Linked DNA regions of Pan troglodytes: region 2 is linked to region 1. The links are chromatin contacts, called in public Hi-C maps. All regions are on one chromosome and are shown on one strand. The core of a region is the stretch at or near the end of the contact, and the rest is flanking DNA. Distances in the headings are between cores, read along the strand shown.

Region 1 (3,792 bases), core at 903-3,402:
ATCAGTCAAGATCTTTAGGTCATTCTCTTGGGTTGAAATCAGCTGGCCGAGGTACTTGTTGCCTATAACGTGATTATTCAGGGACTACTATTTTCAAATAGTTGCCAATAAGTACTTACTTGACTGACTAGGGAGGGCTCACCCAAGAGCCAGAACACCTCGCGGTCCCAACTCCTCAAAATGCAGAGGAGGAAATCAAGAGAACAGAGACAAGAGCATGGATTCAGGCTGCCAATAAAGGCTGGATCCCAGGTTCCATGTTGATATTTGAACAGTTAGTGACTTTGAACCCCTCCATTTGATTCGTGGTTACTTCCTGGCTGCAGCTGTTAAAGCTGCCACCTATGCATCCCCTCGGATTCAGCACCGCATCGCACAAGAGTTCCCCTACGACTCTAGGCACCCCGCATCTCTAGCCAAGCTTCTTTCAGCCCTTAATTTCCCCCCGGCTCTCGACGGAGAGGTGGTAAAAGGATGAGTAAGCATGCAGTGGCTGATCTTGGTCAAAGAGCACAGACCCTGGCACAGGCGGTGGAAAGCGCAGTTGGGGAGTGCATCCAGTGAGCGGCAGGCAGGTACAAGCTTCCCGTGACAGATAGTCACCCCGTTCCGCAATCACCGGAGCCTCTGAACCCTCGCTTTCACCTCCCCATCCCCTCAACTGTGGCCCGGTGCACGCCTTCTATAGACAGTTACTTCAAAACAGCCCGAAAAGATGAACGTAATTTCTCCAGGCTTCCGGATGTCGGGAGACAATACAGCCTCACCCTGAAGCGTGTCTAAGTTCAATCGCTCTGGTTTCACACAGGCCAGAAAACCGCTCGTTCTGTGACACCCCGTCCGCCCCCCAACCCGACCCTAAGCCACCTTATTCAGCAATAAGGCGACTGCTAGGAACTGTTTCAAATGTATGTCAACCTTTTGGGGGAAGAAAAAGAAAACAAAAAGACTTTGGAATTACTTCTACAGCCTGGTTGCAAGTACCTGACCTTATTCCTTCCCGAAGAAAAATAGGGCACCGAGAAATCAGACATTCCTTTTTCTCTGTCTTCCTACCCAGGCCGCCAGCAGCATCTCGAGGGCCTCCAGAGGGGCCTCTTTTGGGGGATCGCCTAGGTTTCCTATGCAGAAAACTTGCGTTCAGTGCCCAAACGTCCTCTAAATCCCTAGTTTTCTTTACAAGGGTAAACTTCACCACAGATGCAATGAAGCTGAGGTGCTGCTTCCTTTGTTAAAATCCCACGGACTTTCTTTTCCTTACATCGGGGGCGGGGTGGGGGAGACCGCCAGCCCCGGTCACGCGCGCCGGCGGCGAAGGCGGGGAGGCAGGTGTGACTCCCTCGCGGCAGCCTCTAGCGCGGCTCCCCGGCGCCGCCTCACTTCCCCAGACCAGACCCGGACTCCTCGGCGGCCGACGGCCCCCGCCCCGCGCCTCCCACGCCCTCCGCCCGGCCGCCACCTGCCCGCCCGGCCCGCGGAGGGCGCCCAGCTACCGCAGCTCCTCCACCGGCGCGGACGCCGCCCCGACCGCCACCACCTCCGCTCAAAATGGTGGTTACGAAACGCGCGGCCCCCGCCCGCCCCGCCACATGGCCGCGCCGGCTCCAAACTTCGCAGGCCCGGCCGCGACCCGGCTCCCAGGCGAGGCCCCGGCGGCGCGAGGAGGCCGCGCGGCCACCGGCCACTCACCCACAGACCGGTAGCCCAGGATCGCGATCTTCCGGGACTTGGACTGCGGCATCTTGGCGGCCTCCTCAGCCCCGGCCCAACCACATCAACCGCGGCGGCGGCGGCGGCTCCTGCTGCTGTGATCGGCGGCGGCCGCGCCGGGAGAGAGCGGCATACAGAGCAGGGGCGGCGGCGGGCGCGGCTGCCTCTCGCTCGCTAGCTCGCGCGCTCCCAACCGCCCGGAACCGACCGCGCGGCGGCGCCCCTCCCCCCCACAACACGCCCACGTGACCGGCCGGCGTCAGCACCGCCCCTCTTCGCGCCGTGGCCCGCCGCCTCCGCCCCCCGAAATACGCGGGGGTGCGTCGGGGCGACGTTTTACTTTAAAGGCAAAAAAAGGGGACGCCGCGATGCCCCCAGAAAAGTCACGACTGAAACTCGCTGCGTCATGACCCTCCCACCTTCTTCCGCCGCTTTTTAATTACGCCATTCTCCCCGAGCGCCGATTGGACAGCTCCTGCACAGCCGCGCGATGACGTGTCGGAAACTCCATCTCCCATTGGGGGAAACAAGGAGGCGGGGAGGGGGGGGGGCGGGGCTGCCCGCCCGGGAGCTAAAAATACACCGCGCTGCTACCGCGCTGTTGGGCGCCGGCTAGGTTTGAAGGCTTCAAACTTCCAACCGGTTAGGGGCGGGCGGGAGAGGCGGAGAGACAAACGGTGGCTCCCTGGTGATTGGCCAGAACGGAGCGCAGGGCGGGGCAATAGGTGGGAGGTGCGGTGATTGGCGAAACGCTAAGCGGTTGGCGGGTTCGCGCCCGCTGAGCCCGTGAAGGGCGCGAGGCGCGTGGCCTGGGCGGGTGGCGGGTGGGCTGGCTCCTCCCTCGGGGTTTTTTTGAAAATTCCCCTTGAGCTGCGTTAGCGTTCGTGTCTGGGTTTGAGGATGTAGTGGTGACTAAGCGTCACCGACGGCCGAAGGACTGTGGGAAGCATGGAGTCTGCGTTAATTGAAAGTGTTAGGAATTTCATTAAAAACAGGGCGAGCCTCGTCAGTTCTGGTGTCCGCTTCGCTTCGCGCGGAGCTCGGCGCACCTCCTGGAACAGCGCCGGGGCGGGAAGCCGGTTCTCCGCCAGCACCGGGGCGGCTGGTGCGGCGGGCAGGCCCGAGCCGGGTGCCAGGAACGCCTCGGGCCGCGGTGTGGACGGGCGGAGACCGTGGTGTGGGCACAGCCTTCCCAGGGGTGCAGTGCAGAGGGGCGCGGGAAGGGAAGCCCGGCCGGGAACGCAGGTGCCGTTGAGGGACCAGCCTGCAGGCAGGCCCGGCGTGGTGGCTGCTGGAGGGCTTGGCACTTGCCGAGTTAGCAGAGACTCCGCCGCGCCGGGGAACCCGCCCCTATTCTGCCCAGGCTGTTTGGCAGTGGGGACCTGCAGAGGCCGGGCATGGCCCTTCGCCCTTTCCCAGTGATCGGTGGGGAGGAATGAAGCCAGGGGAAGCTGAGTGGCAGGCCTTGTATTCCAGCGTAGGAAGGTTTAGAGGTGACTGGAGTCGAACTGGAACACCCAACCCAAGAGCGACTCCCTCCAGCTTTCCCACGGAAGCACTCCGATGAGGGGCTGGGGTGTGCATTCTTGTCCTCGGGGATCTACAGATGGAAGCCCCAGGCAGCCAGCCAGAAGTGATCAATGTCTGGAAGTTCTATGTTTCCATGAAATGTTGAGGTTTACGCTATAGTTATTTTAAGTATTTTAAAATAAAGGTCTTAAAATGCACTCTCCTGTAAAATGTGTCGTTTTTATCCTGTGGATTCGGATACCCTCACCACCGTGTTTTTGAACAGATGCTACTAAATTCCTTGCATTATAAAATCAGTTTAGTTTTACCTTTTTTTAAAAAAAATAGAACAGAATAGAAAACTGCGTTATGCATAGTAAGGGTAAGTATGTGTCCTCATTAGTACAGTGGTGAGTTTAAAAAAATGAGTAAGGGTAAGTTTGTGTAAGTGCACGTGTAGATATATATGTTTATAGATATGCTATATATGTATTATTGCATGTTGGGCTTTACTGTAGTTTCTTTTTTTTTTTTTTTTTTTTGAGACAGAGTCTCTCTCTGTCGCCCAGGCTG
Region 2 (3,792 bases), core at 928-3,427, 230 kb after region 1:
TGGAGAGGCTCCTGCTGGCCACGTCTAGGACAATTTGAGCATCAAAAACTTGATAATGAAGACACGGAATCAACCTAAATGCCCATCAATGACAGACCAGATAAAGAAAATGTAGTACATATGTGCTGCGGAATATTACACAGCCATAAAAAAGAGATCATGTCTTTTGAGGGAACATGGATGGAGCTGGAGGCGATCATCCTTAGCAAACTAACACAGGAACAGAAAACCAAGTGCTGCATGTTCTCACTTATGAGTGGGGGCTAAATAATAAGAACTTACGAACACAAAGAAAGAAACGACAAACACTGGGGGCTATTTAAGAGGCAGAGGGTGGGAGGAGGGAGAGGAACGGAAAAGATAACTATCGGGTACTGAGCCTAATACATGATGAAATACGTGGGTGATGAAATAATATGTACAACAGACCCCCATGACACATCTTTATCTATGTAACAAACATTCACTTGGACCCCCAAACCTAAAATAAAAAAATTTTAAAATATTTGATAATGAGAAATAACATGACACTGAATAGGATACAAATCCATGAGTCCATAGATACACACACAGGGAGAGAAGAAAAACCTGTTCTTTAAAGTAGCATTCCAACCAGTCAATGTAGAATTCATGATAAATTTAGAAAATCACCTTTTGGTAATTACTATAGTAACAATTCAGGCAAGAAATACGTATCAATCCTAAAACTAGCAAGTGAAAGTTTGATGAGAAAGAAGACATTTACACAATCCCAAAGTAGGTCTCCCTGAAGCCCTGACTGGTGACAAGGGGGAAAGTAAGCCCTTTATTAAAGTAGAGAACTTTATGGTGGCAGACGCCCCCTTCACCAAGTGACCGGCATCCACTTCACCGGAAAGGTGTCGCGGCCGCATCGGGTGCCCCTGCTGGGATGCAGAAGCCCAGGGCAGCCCACGGATGGGTGGGTGCCCACCTGAGGGCGGAGGCTGGCTCTGATGGTGAGGAAATGTCGAAGGGCAGGTGACACAAGAACTGGCCATTGTCCTCCTGAAAAGTGCTCAGGTCGTGACAGATGAGACAGGACTGAGGAGCTGTTCCAGATGAAGAGACTGAAGAGAAAGGACAACGAAACAAAACGCGTGGCTGGGGGTCTCCTCTTCCAAGAAATGACGCCCCTGAGACAAGGCACAAAATGTGAATGAAGCCTGCAGCTTAGCTGATAGCATGATATTAGTGCTGATTTCCTGATTTTGACAATTATACTGTGGTTAGGAGAATGACCCTGTTTTTATGAAACATCCACTGAAATATTTAGGGGTAAAGGGATATGATGTCTGCAAATTCCTCTCAGGGGTTCAGAGTTCATATAAACACACAGTGAGAGATCGTGAGAAATGAGATATGGGCAGATCTGGTGAAATGCTAACATCGGGCAATCTGGGTGAAAAGGATATGAGAACTCTTTGTATTATTTTTGTGACTTTATGTTTGAAATTGTCAAAATAAAATGTTATTTATTATTTAATAATTGTTTTTTTAGAGACAGAGTCTCACCATGTTGCTCAGGCTGGTCTCGAACTCCTGGGCTCAAGTGACCCATTACCTTGGCCTCCCAAAGTACTGGAATTACAAGCGTGAGCCACCTCGCCCAGCCCTAAAGTGTTATTTTAAAAAAGGAATTAAGAAATACAGGCTGAGCAGTGGCTTGTGCCTATGATCCCAGCACTTTGGGAGGCCAAGGCAGGAGGATCGCTTAAGCCCAGGTGTTTGAGACCAGCCTGGGCAACATGGCAAAACCCCATCTCTACAAAATATTTAAAAATTAGCCGGGCATGATGGTGCACACCTGTAGTCGCAGCTACTCAGGAGGTTGGGGTGGGAGAATCGCTTGAGTTGCAGTGAACTGTGATCGCACCACTGCACTCCAGCCTGAGAGACAGAGCAAGACTGCATCTCGAAAAAAAGAAAAAGAGCTGCAATGGGCCTGTGTGTTAAGTAAGAGCATGTGTTAGTGCTGCCTTTTACTGTCTCCCAAGGTGGGAGCATCACCGAAGCAGGCCCTGAGAGAACTAGAGGACTCTAACTCGCTGAGGGCAAGGAGATTCTTCCGGGAATTTTTCGTTGGCTTCTCCCAAATAATAACAACAGCCTGGACACAGGATGTGCAGGCCAGCCCTGGCTGGGGACGTCTTCCAGGCTGGCGCCAGAGGGCGCTGTCCCCAGGGACCACATGGGGTGCCAGGCCACATAACTCTGCAATGTGTTGGCTGAACTTTTCAGGAAACTTGGATGCCGCACATACTTTTCCTTTCTTTGTGGGCAGGCAAGATGAGTCACGTTTTTCTGGAGTCTGCTCAGCCCCAGTATTCAGACCTCATCAGCTGCCCTGGTCCGGAAGGCTCCAGCTGTGGCCAGTGAGCGGGGGGCCCAGGGTGCCCGCGTTGGCTGGGCCAGCACTGGGGCTTAGGGGCAGACTTGGGCAAGCCAGAGTCAATCTTTTTTGTCGGGTACAGGGTAAAGCTCACAGTAATTCTGGATCATGGCAACATTTGGGGACAGACCCAGGGCCCTTTGTACAACTCACAGGGCACAGCCCTGAGGGAGGCTGGGCTTTGGCTTCATATAGTCCCTGTTCTCCCGCCCACCCACCCCCCTCCGCCGCACCTGACTCCCCACCACCTCTCCAGGCCCTACCTTCGAGTACCTCACTCTCCAGCACTTCGAGCTGCCCCTCACTCCCCAGCACTTCTCCAGGCCCTACCTTCGCGGTCCCCTCAGTTCCCCTGCCTCCCTTCCTTCCGAAGTCCACTGTGGTATTGGGAAGTTGGAGCAGCGACCTGAAGGAAGGGACCCCACCTGTGTCTATCTGCAGGAAGGGTCGCTGCAGGCTCTCTGAGAGGCAGGCTCTGGGATGGAAATGAGCATGTTGGATGTACATCAGGGAGTGCTCTTGGGCCTGACAAAGGGGCGATGGAGACCCCGTGAAGCCCCGACAGAGAGTTCTGAAGCCCGGATGCCCCTTCAGAGCTGTCCTGAGCGGGGGTCGGGGGCTGGTCCTTTATGTACATCGGCCGGTTATTGGGCGTAGGCCGGCTCTGGGAGGGGCTGAAGGCTGGCGAGGTGGCGCTCCTTAGCTGAGGGCCGTCTGTCTGTCACACCCACAGCTGGGAGTGAGTTCCTCATTCTTGAAGGAATCGGGAATCTGGGAGGCACGGCACAGCACAGCCTCAAGGGCGTTCTGGCTCCAGGGTGTTTTCTAGCAGAGGGCCCAGGGACATGCTCAGCATCTCAGGGTGTTTCAGGCAGAGGGCCTAGGGGACATGAGCCTGAGCAGAGGAAGACAGGGGGTGGGTGTGCACAAGACACAGTCAGAGCCAGCCCAGGGTGACCTCAGAGGACCTCAGAGGCCATGTGTGGTGGGGCTTGGAGTTTAAATTTAAATGTGCTGGGGAGGTGTCAAGGGGTTGAACAGGGGATGACATGATGGGATTTATGTTTTAAAAACAGGAATTGGCAAATTACTACCCAATGGCCCAATCCTGCTGGCCACTTGCTTTTATAAATACTTATTGGAACACAGCTGCACCATTAGTTTATACTTTGTCTATGGCTTCGTAGTTGCAAAAGAGACCACGTGGCCTTCGAAGTCTAAGACATTTACCATCTGGCTTTTTACAGGAAACATTTGTCAACTGCTGTTTGAAGAGACCCCTCTCCTTGCTGGGCAGAGTCATTTCCAAGGCAGCAAGGGACTCTCACGGGGGCCACGGCCCCTCACGAGCCTTCCCAGTTTCACCCCGGTGCCTAAAGCAA

What was found. Hi-C and Micro-C count contacts between places; a contact is called where the count stands out from the background.
Region 2: a contact with region 1 is called in a Hi-C map of stem cell-derived neural progenitor cells, with 2.4 times the contacts expected there. The contact joins the enhancer-like site here to the promoter of RHEB in region 1. A contact is called at or near these places in 1 of 7 Hi-C or Micro-C datasets (stem cell-derived neural progenitor cells) and 1 of 1 datasets of contacts at active chromatin or transcription factors (stem cell-derived excitatory neurons).

What each region holds. Positions count from the first base shown.
Region 1 is chr6:166,538,542-166,542,333 of NHGRI_mPanTro3-v2.0_pri, forward strand. It overlaps RHEB (Ras homolog, mTORC1 binding), which reads right to left and starts at 2,153. Exons shown (of 8, transcript XM_519513.6): 1 at 1,690-2,153. The coding sequence starts at 1,741.
Region 2 is chr6:166,773,079-166,776,870 of NHGRI_mPanTro3-v2.0_pri, forward strand. All of the region lies in intron 3 of PRKAG2 (protein kinase AMP-activated non-catalytic subunit gamma 2), which reads right to left. Among named protein-coding and RNA genes, the nearest start is that of PRKAG2, 120 kb to the right of the region's middle. Within about 2 kb of position 2,178, at least 7 of the 24 cell types and tissues checked have an H3K27ac peak or open chromatin away from gene starts, as enhancers often do. A contact at or near this core is called in stem cell-derived neural progenitor cells, where this site is marked.